Regions from separate parts of the Zea mays genome. Here regions 2 and 3 are each linked to region 1. Evidence: chromatin contacts called from public Hi-C data. All regions are on one chromosome and are shown on one strand. The core of a region is the stretch at or near the end of the contact, and the rest is flanking DNA. Distances in the headings are between cores, read along the strand shown.

Region 1 (2,700 bases), core at 72-2,571:
TTATATTCTGTGCCTGCCTGGAGCTGTTTCCGGGAATTCTTCATTTCTTCCCCGTGACCGTGATCCTGATCCGTGGGAGCTGGCAAGCATGCTGGTCCAGCTCGTGGACGGAAACTGTTTGGAAAGCTCCAGCCCCTGGACCTGGACCTGGAGCGCTGAGCTGGACGGGTGGACCCCAGATCCGGTCCAGTCTGTCTGTATCTGCTCACCCAATCTGGACAACACGTGGAAACACACTGCTGAGTGCTGACTGCGATGTGCGATCGCATCGCATGCATGACCCAGCGACGGTCGCGGGGGCCTCAATCAACACGGCGAACACGAAACCCAGCGGATGACAGATGCGCCGGAACGGGCGTGCCGCGCCACGCTTCCTTGCTGGCCAGCGGCGGCGAGCAGCCGGCGGTGGTCGCTGTCGGCCACCCACCGCCGGAGCCGGAGCTCTCGCTCTCGTGCCCCGGCGTGCAAGTAAATCCGTGACCCGTGAGAAAGGGAGGCGGGCGAGTACTATGATTGGGCGGCAGGGCGCTGTACCCGTACTGAGGGAAGACGAGCAGGAGCATGTGTGCGGTGGTGTGTGACCGAAGAGCCCGGGTTTCCGGCGAAGTGAGTGGCACGCGACGTGGACCGGACCGGAGCGGGATCCTGGACGGATCGCAAGCTGGACCCAGTAATGACCGTAATACCGTATGCTGCTGCTGCTGCTGCTTCCTCTTCAGCATTCCTTTTGTCGCCTGACCGATCGTCTATACATCGTATTGATATGTCATAGTACGTGACTGTTGCCGGTGCATGCAACTCCTTTTTTCGTTCTTTCTTTTTGATATATCGCGGGAGATGAATCCTGCTACGTGCTACTTGGACATGACAGTAGTGCCATGTCTGTGGTTCGCATCGATCGAGTTGTATCCTCATGCTCCACTGCTCCAGTATCCCATTATCCTTTTGGGTCCCGTCTGTGAATGAATCCATCGAGCTGCGTCTCCATTTCAAACCTGTCAGCTAAACCCGCCGCGCCAAGCTTGACTCGAGTAATCCGCAGCGTCCGATTCCGATCGTTACTTCCCGCCGGACACGGATCACTGACCGGTGGGCCACCTCCACGTCTGGACGAGCTCCCACGGTCCTGGCCATGCGCGGGCCCATGTGGCAGCGTGATGCGCCGCAAGAAGCTTCCACGAAGCTTCATGGCCGCTACCGCCTCGAGAACAAGTCCCCATTCCCGACCGCAAAAGCGGGCCGAGCCGAGGAAGAAGAGAACAAAACGAAACCCGAAGCTTTTTCCCCCATTCTTCGCTGGATATACAGGAGGATTTTCAGAGTCAGGGAGGTGAGGGAGAGAGGGCGAGGCAACTGTGTGTGTGTGTGTGTGTGTGAGCAGGCCCGCCGAGAAGAACCTTCGCGACGCCGAGGTGAGCCGCGACTGGGTTCCCGCCGGCCCCACCTGGCGTCCCCAGCGATCTCGTGGTGACGTCTGTGTGGCGCGCAGGGGTCGGTCGCGCGCGGGCGCTCGTCGGTCGGTCGGTCGGTCGGTGTCGTCTCTCCTGCGAAGGTGCCCCTGGCTGCTGCTGCCGGGGTGGTCTGATCGGGCATGGCGCAGGGGAGTTCGCCGCCGCCGCCGGAGATCCGCTCGCCGGACGAGCGGGCCGCGGCGGAGGACCCCGCCGAGGCGGAGGCGGGGGAGGTGGTCTTCGACGACGCGTTCGACATACCCCATAAGAACGCTCCGCACGACCGGTTGCGCCGGTGGAGGGTACGCGATCGTCTCCCTCCTCTGACTGTCTCTGTTCCCTTCGGATTTGGATCTTCGGTTGGCCTGTCGTGCCCCGGGGATCTGGGTTGCGTCCTCCGTGTGGTTTACCTCGATTTGGAAATCATTAGTGCGTATGCCGTACTCTAACCGTTTGAGTGTTCTCGGAGAATAAAATAAGTATACAGCCATTGTCGGTATGATCGTGACTGGGGTGTGGAGTTCGGAGTGTGGTTGTGGAGGCGTCGTTTCCATTTTCGAGGCTCCAAGCGTTCTGCCGCACGGAGAGAAGGGGAATTGCGAATGTGTGACGAGCATTTCACTGAAGAGTTATACTCCAGTGAAATGTCCCGATGCTTTGATTCGGGGGTTCAGCAGCCTCTTTTCTCCTAATGACATGCGCACTGTGCTTGTTTTCTTTCTACATTCCTACAAATGCATTGTGGATCGTGGTCTGTTTGCGGACACAACACACAATGCCTGATCCTGCCACTTTGCGCAAATTCATGTAGCCACAGAGTTTTCCAAACATTGATGCTCTTATGCAGACGAGGATACTGTCTGTAGCTTGGCTGGATTATCCCGTTGACATGCTGGGGAGATTATTAAAAGAAGCAGGCATCAATTTTATGGCAATGAGATACTAGTTGTTTCACTTATTATTACTTATTAATAGTTCAAAGTTGCTTATGTGAGATTTTTTTCATGGTAAAGCTGAAGTTTGGCCTTTGGTATACAGAAGTTTGCTGTGTCTGTGTATAGTGGATGGACACAAGCTTCTACTGTTGAGTTCTGACAAATATGGTTATTCTCTTCATTTCAGCAAGCTGCTCTTGTTCTTAATGCTTCACGACGTTTTAGATATACTCTTGACCTTAAAAAGGAGGAAGAGAAAGAGATTATAAGGAGGAAGATCCGGTCCCATGCGCAAGTTATACGGGTACTGTGTC
Region 2 (2,700 bases), core at 175-2,674, 320 kb before region 1:
AACTAGCCCGGAGGTGCAACGGTCGTCTGCGCCAGAAAAGGAAGGAGATCGGCACCGGACCGTCTACAGTGACTGTCCGGTGGCGCACCGGACTGTCCAGTGCGCCACTCGACAGAAGACAAGGATAGCCTTCCTTGTTGATCTTCAACGGCTCCTAGCTGCCTTGGGGCTATAAAAGGGACCCCTAGACGCACAGAGGAGTTACCCAAGCTTATAAGAAACATTCTAAGACTCCAAGACTCCAACTTCACGCATTCGATTCTTTGTGATAGTGACTTGAGCTCCATTTGAGTTGTGAACTCCGTGCGTTATGTTTTGAGCTCGAGTTGTGACTTGTGTGCGTGATTGTGCTGTGGATTTGAGTCTTGTGTGTGTTGCTCTCCCCTCCCTTACTTTTGTGCTTATTTTGTGATCATCATTGTAAGGGCGAGAGGCTCCAAATTGTGGAGATTCCTCGAAATGGGAGAAAGACTAAGAAAGGAAAAATTGTGGTATTCAAGTTGATCATCAGATCACTTGAAAGGGCTTGACTGCAACCCTCGTCCATTGGGACGCCACGTCGAAGTAGTCAAGTATTACTTGGCTGAACCACAGGATAAAAATCGCGTGTCTCTTGTGTGCTTTCTCTTTGATTATCTGTGTTCACAAGAACTCGCTTCAAGCTACTTAGCCGTTCTAATTTTCATAACTAAGTTTTGTGGCTATTAGTGTTGAATTTTACAGGATCACCTATTCACTCCCCTCTAGGTGCTCTCAGAAAGCGCCGGCGCCTGCCAGTCGGGCAAGCCAAGGCCGCCACTAGTAGGGCCCTCTTCTCTGTGCTTGCTCTGCTGGAGCGCGCCGCCGAATAGCACAACGCCAACGGCAGCCTCTCATCCGAGCCCCACAGGTACGCGTTGTAGTACCGTACCGGGTGACCATGCCCCACAGGCCACACGTCCGTGGTCGGATGCAGGGTGGAGCCATAGAGGTACAGCGACAGGGATAGAACACCGAGTCCTTTCGCGGGAACAGCCGGACCAACTCCCCTGCTGCGCCTGGTTGAAGACGTGTCCAGGCGCCGTGTACTTGTTCGACCGGATGATCGCCCATAAAAGGTACATCCAATCTACTTAGAAAGACATACCGTGTGACCGCATAGAAAGGAAATCGAAGGCTATCGCGTAGGATAGTTTGGCAAGGCCGGGATACCTGCCGACTTGATGGAGATTCGGTATAGATTGAATCTATAGCAACGTCAAGATAGAGCGTGCTGATAACGCGTTGAGAACTACGTTACCATGGATCACCATATCCTCTCCTTGTAATCGTTCAGAAAAATTGATCCATATCCTCGCCCTCGTGCCCGGTCCTTATTTGGGACACCGAGGGGAATATTTTTACCAAAAAAACAAATATTCACTACTTGATAATAATTACAACATATCTATTATTACAGACAACAATACAAAAGTAGATATAAATAACAACACAAAGCATAGCTGATAAGTCACAATTATTTTAACTTAGTAATAATTTCAAACGAATCACAAAATACGTAAATAAATAATCACTAGATTTTTTATCTGGTTTTTAACAAGACCTTGCGGACCATAGGGTACCTGCCCAGAACGGGTCTGATTCCCGTGCGGCCCGTCCCATGGAGAATTTTGCCATAATGGCATCCCTATGTGCTAGTGTGCAGCGATGGAGATGGCCTAGGCTGGCGTGGTGGGCCGGTGGCCCAGTTCTTGCCATCAACGCCGCCGCAATCTCATACTGCTCCTTCTCTAACTCCGGCGGCGGAGCCCATCGCGGTTGCCTCCACCACCAGTCCACGGCTGTCACCGCCGCACTCCTCCACACAGACACCTTCTAGAGTCTAGGTTCCCCAGGCCCCACTTGCCAGGGTCTATCTTATGATCTTATCCCCTCCTGTTATCTCTGCTTTCCCCCTTTCTCTCTTCCGAACCGTCCCATTCCCGCGCTCTCGGCTTCTCGCCCGCCTGCCCCTCCGCCTGTCAGCGCGCCGGTCGTCTCGCCTGCAGGAGAGTTCGAACTCTGCTCCTTCCAGCCACCGTAACCATGGCGACGCCTCCGCTCTACTCCGTTTCCACTCACCACCGCGCCCCACCACCATGGCCGCCTCCCAAGGCTGCCACTAGTCCGCGAATAACCTTTCGGTGTAGCGTGCTGGCGGCACCGGCTGGCCGAGTCCTGGAGGCGCCCACCGCTGCTCCAAGCTCATGGAGCACCAAGAATCCGCCAAGTCGGGCCCTGAGTTCCGACGTGAACCTGCGAATCCAGCGCCTCTGTCAGGCGGGTGACCTCGCGGGCGCTCTGAGGCTGCTGGGCTCTGACGGCGGCGTCGACGTGCGGAGCTACTGCATGGTCGTTCAGCTCTGCGGGGAGGAGCGGTCGTTGGAGGCTGCCAAGAGAGCGCATGCCTTAATTCGCGCGTCCAGTGCCGCTGCAACGGGTGGAAAAGGGAGCGTCCTTGGGAAGAGGTTAGTGCTGGCGTACCTGAAATGCGGCGACCTGGGCGAGGCAAGGACGGTGTTCGATGGAATGCCTCCTCAAGCTGCTGATGTCCGTGTCTGGACTTCGCTGATGAGCGCGTACGCCAAGGCGGGTGATTTCCAGGAAGCTGTCTCCCTGTTTAGGCAGATGCAGTGCTGCGGGGTCAGTCCGGATGCACATGCTGTTTCCTGTGTCCTCAAG
Region 3 (2,700 bases), core at 8-2,507, 340 kb after region 1:
AGAACGTGCGAGTTTGTCGGAGTCTCACGCCCCGTTCCTCGTCGACGGCGGCCACGGGACGTGACAAATACATAGAACAAATAATTGCATGAATAGATGAGACACAGAAATAAATGCAGTTTGTGATGTATTTGATAAAAAAAGTTATATATTGTACAAGGGGAAGGCAGATGCACTCATGCAAGCAATAGACAACAATGATGGATAATAGAAGATGGTGTTGTGTGCAAGCACGGTCGGCAAAAAAACAGAAGATGGTGTTAGATGGGTTAAAAATCAGAAGGCATAAGCTTACAAAAACGTTATTGACCTTGGGTAAAAAAACAACAAGAACCAAGATAACATTTCAACCTGGCTCATTCTTGAAACAGTAGAATTAAAGAATTGAAAGTTACCGGTATCCCAACAGCCCATGATTTAGCTACGGTGATAATCACGCTTCCGACGCCATTGCGCCCTTTGGCATCATCGCCAAATCCGCCAAGAAGATAGGCGCTCAGCAACCACCCTGTAGAAGACCCAAATCCATGAGCAAACCATCTATTCGCGCGTCAGATGAGCAACAACCCTAAAAAGGCTCTATTTCCGATTCCCTAACCAGCAATGAAGGGGTCGGCCGTCTTGAACGTCTCGGCGTCGAGGACGGGCAGGCCATGGCTGAACCTTCCAATCGCAGAGAACAGCAGAAGGCAGAACACGTCCCCGCTGGCCAGAGGACCCAGCTTCCTGCGAACGAACGCGGTCGAAGCAATGAGACCACGGGAATGGGAAGGGCGCGTGTGACAGGTCACAGGATAAGGTTCGTACGTGTAGGAGACGAGCTTGGACTCGGCGGTCGCATCCCCGTAGGAGACGAGCTTGGACTCGGCGGCGGCTGCGGCGACGCGGACGAGGACCGGGTCCTCGGTGGAGGAGGCGGAGGGGCCCTCACCCGCGGCGGCTGGGGTCGGCGCCAACGCCGGAGAGCGCTAGGCGGCGACGCAGGAGGCGAGGGTTGGCGAAGAGCGGGTAGGGTTTGGTGGTGGACGGCCCCAGCGGCTTCGACGGCAGCCGCCGCGCGGAGAGGGAGGTGGGGAGGGGGGCTGGGAGGGAGGGAGGGACGGCCCCGGCGGCTTCGACGACAGCCGCCGCGTGGAGAGGGAGGTGGGGAGGGGGGCTGGGAGGGAGGGAGGGATTTGCACCTGGATTCCGGAGACCAAGTCGAGGGAGGAGCACAAGCTAAATCGCGAAAAGACAGAGGATCTTTATGCAAAACTGCAACCGCGAAACGCGGGGAGAGCTCCAAACGGCTTCAGGTTTTAATAACTCTGATTACATTGGTTGTCACGGCAGAGCCAGCCGGCGGCCGCGGACCTTGATTTGCCTGGCCTGCCTCTGCCGTGGTCCCGGTCCACGAGGCATCCACCCATATAAACCCACACGCCACAGTCCACGCTCTCATGGTTGCCTTCCCTGCACGGCCCCTCCCCTGCCCCTTCCGCTCCCGCAACGGGTGTGCCTCCGTTCCGGCCCCGCCCGACCTTCTCTCACCTCTCCAGCGCTCGCCTCCCGATCCTCCTGCAGTCCCACCTCCTTCGCCGCCTTCTCATCGCTTCCAAAATCGCAAAGCCGGATCGCGGGGACATGGACCCGGACGACGAGTCCGCGGCGCAGCGGAAAGCCGCCGACTTGCACCTGCCGCGCGTCACGGAGCCTGCCTCCGCGCCCGCACGCACCTTCTGCGCCGCGCAGCGCGTGCTCAGCTACGGTGACGGCCCTGTCGCCTCCGCCTCGGCGCAGCGCTGCGCGTCGTTCCCGCAGCGCCACGGGCACGGGCACGGCCACGGCGAGGCGGCGCTCGCCCCTGCTGCGTCCTTCGCCGCCTGGGTCGACGGCGGCCCGACGCCGCCTTCGGCGGTGGCAGCGGCACTGGAGCGGGCCATGTCGCAGTACGACGGCGCGGGCGACGCGCTGCCGGAGTTCGTCGGCGCCGGCGGGGGCGAGGGCATCTTCCGCGTGCCGCTCCGCGCGGCGGTGCACCCGGCCCGCCCGCCGCCGCTCGAGGTGCGTCCCCACCCGCTGCGGGAGACGCAGGTGGGCGCCTTCCTGCGGACGCTGGTGTGCGACCCGCGGCGGCGGAAGCTGTGGGCCGGCGCCGAGTCCGGGGTCCGGGTGTGGTGCCTCGACGAGGTGTTCCGCGGGTGGTGGCCAGGCGCCGGGCCGCGGCGCCGCGGCGACGAGGAGGCCGCGCCCTTCAGGGACTCCGTGCCGGTCCCGCCCGCGCTCTGCGCCGCGGTCGACAGCGCCAACGGGCTGGTGTGGACGGGACACAGGGAGGGCAGGATCAGGGCGTGGCGCGTGGACCACGCCGCGCCCGCCGGAGGAGACCCCACCGGCAGCGCGGCCATGTTCAAGGAGGCCTTCGCGTGGCAGGCGTTCAGCCGCACGCCGGTGCTCGCCATCGTCGTCACGCCGTACGGTAACAATCGATCATCTCGTTATCTTGCGCTCTGCTGACTGGACTGCTTCTGGCAATGTCACTTTTTCGGTGCCAAGAAAGTGTGCTCGGTTTTGCTGGCTGATTTCACGTGACTGAAATGTGGTAGCTCAGCAATAAAGTTCTGGGACCTGAGTAGTCAGTATAGTTATTGACTCGTTGATGGCAAAAATTTCGAATCATAAATTAGAATATTATCATGCCGCCGTTAAATCTTAGCTATA

Evidence for each region. Hi-C and Micro-C count contacts between places; a contact is called where the count stands out from the background.
Region 2: a Hi-C map of leaf shows a contact between it and region 1, with 8 times the contacts expected there. The contact joins the promoter of LOC103642486 here to the promoter of LOC100383276 in region 1. A contact is called at or near these places in 3 of 25 Hi-C or Micro-C datasets (ear, leaf and tassel).
Region 3: a Hi-C map of leaf mesophyll shows a contact between it and region 1, with 2.2 times the contacts expected there. The contact joins the promoter of LOC103642551 here to the promoter of LOC100383276 in region 1. A contact is called at or near these places in 10 of 25 Hi-C or Micro-C datasets (bundle sheath, ear, endosperm and 4 more).

Annotation. Positions count from the first base shown.
Region 1 is chr1:195,752,375-195,755,074 of Zm-B73-REFERENCE-NAM-5.0, forward strand. It overlaps LOC100383276, which reads left to right and starts at 1,322. Exons shown (of 34, transcript NM_001367907.1): 1 at 1,322-1,753; 2 at 2,574-2,690. The coding sequence starts at 1,592.
Region 2 is chr1:195,436,395-195,439,094 of Zm-B73-REFERENCE-NAM-5.0, forward strand. It overlaps LOC103642486 (pentatricopeptide repeat-containing protein DOT4, chloroplastic), which reads left to right and starts at 1,425. Exons shown (of 1, transcript XM_008665751.3): 1 at 1,425-2,700. The coding sequence starts at 2,065.
Region 3 is chr1:196,097,180-196,099,879 of Zm-B73-REFERENCE-NAM-5.0, forward strand. LOC103642551 (type II inositol polyphosphate 5-phosphatase 15) reads left to right here and starts at 1,258. Exons shown (of 11, transcript XM_035964208.1): 1 at 1,258-2,458. The coding sequence starts at 1,624. It also overlaps the pseudogene LOC118473123.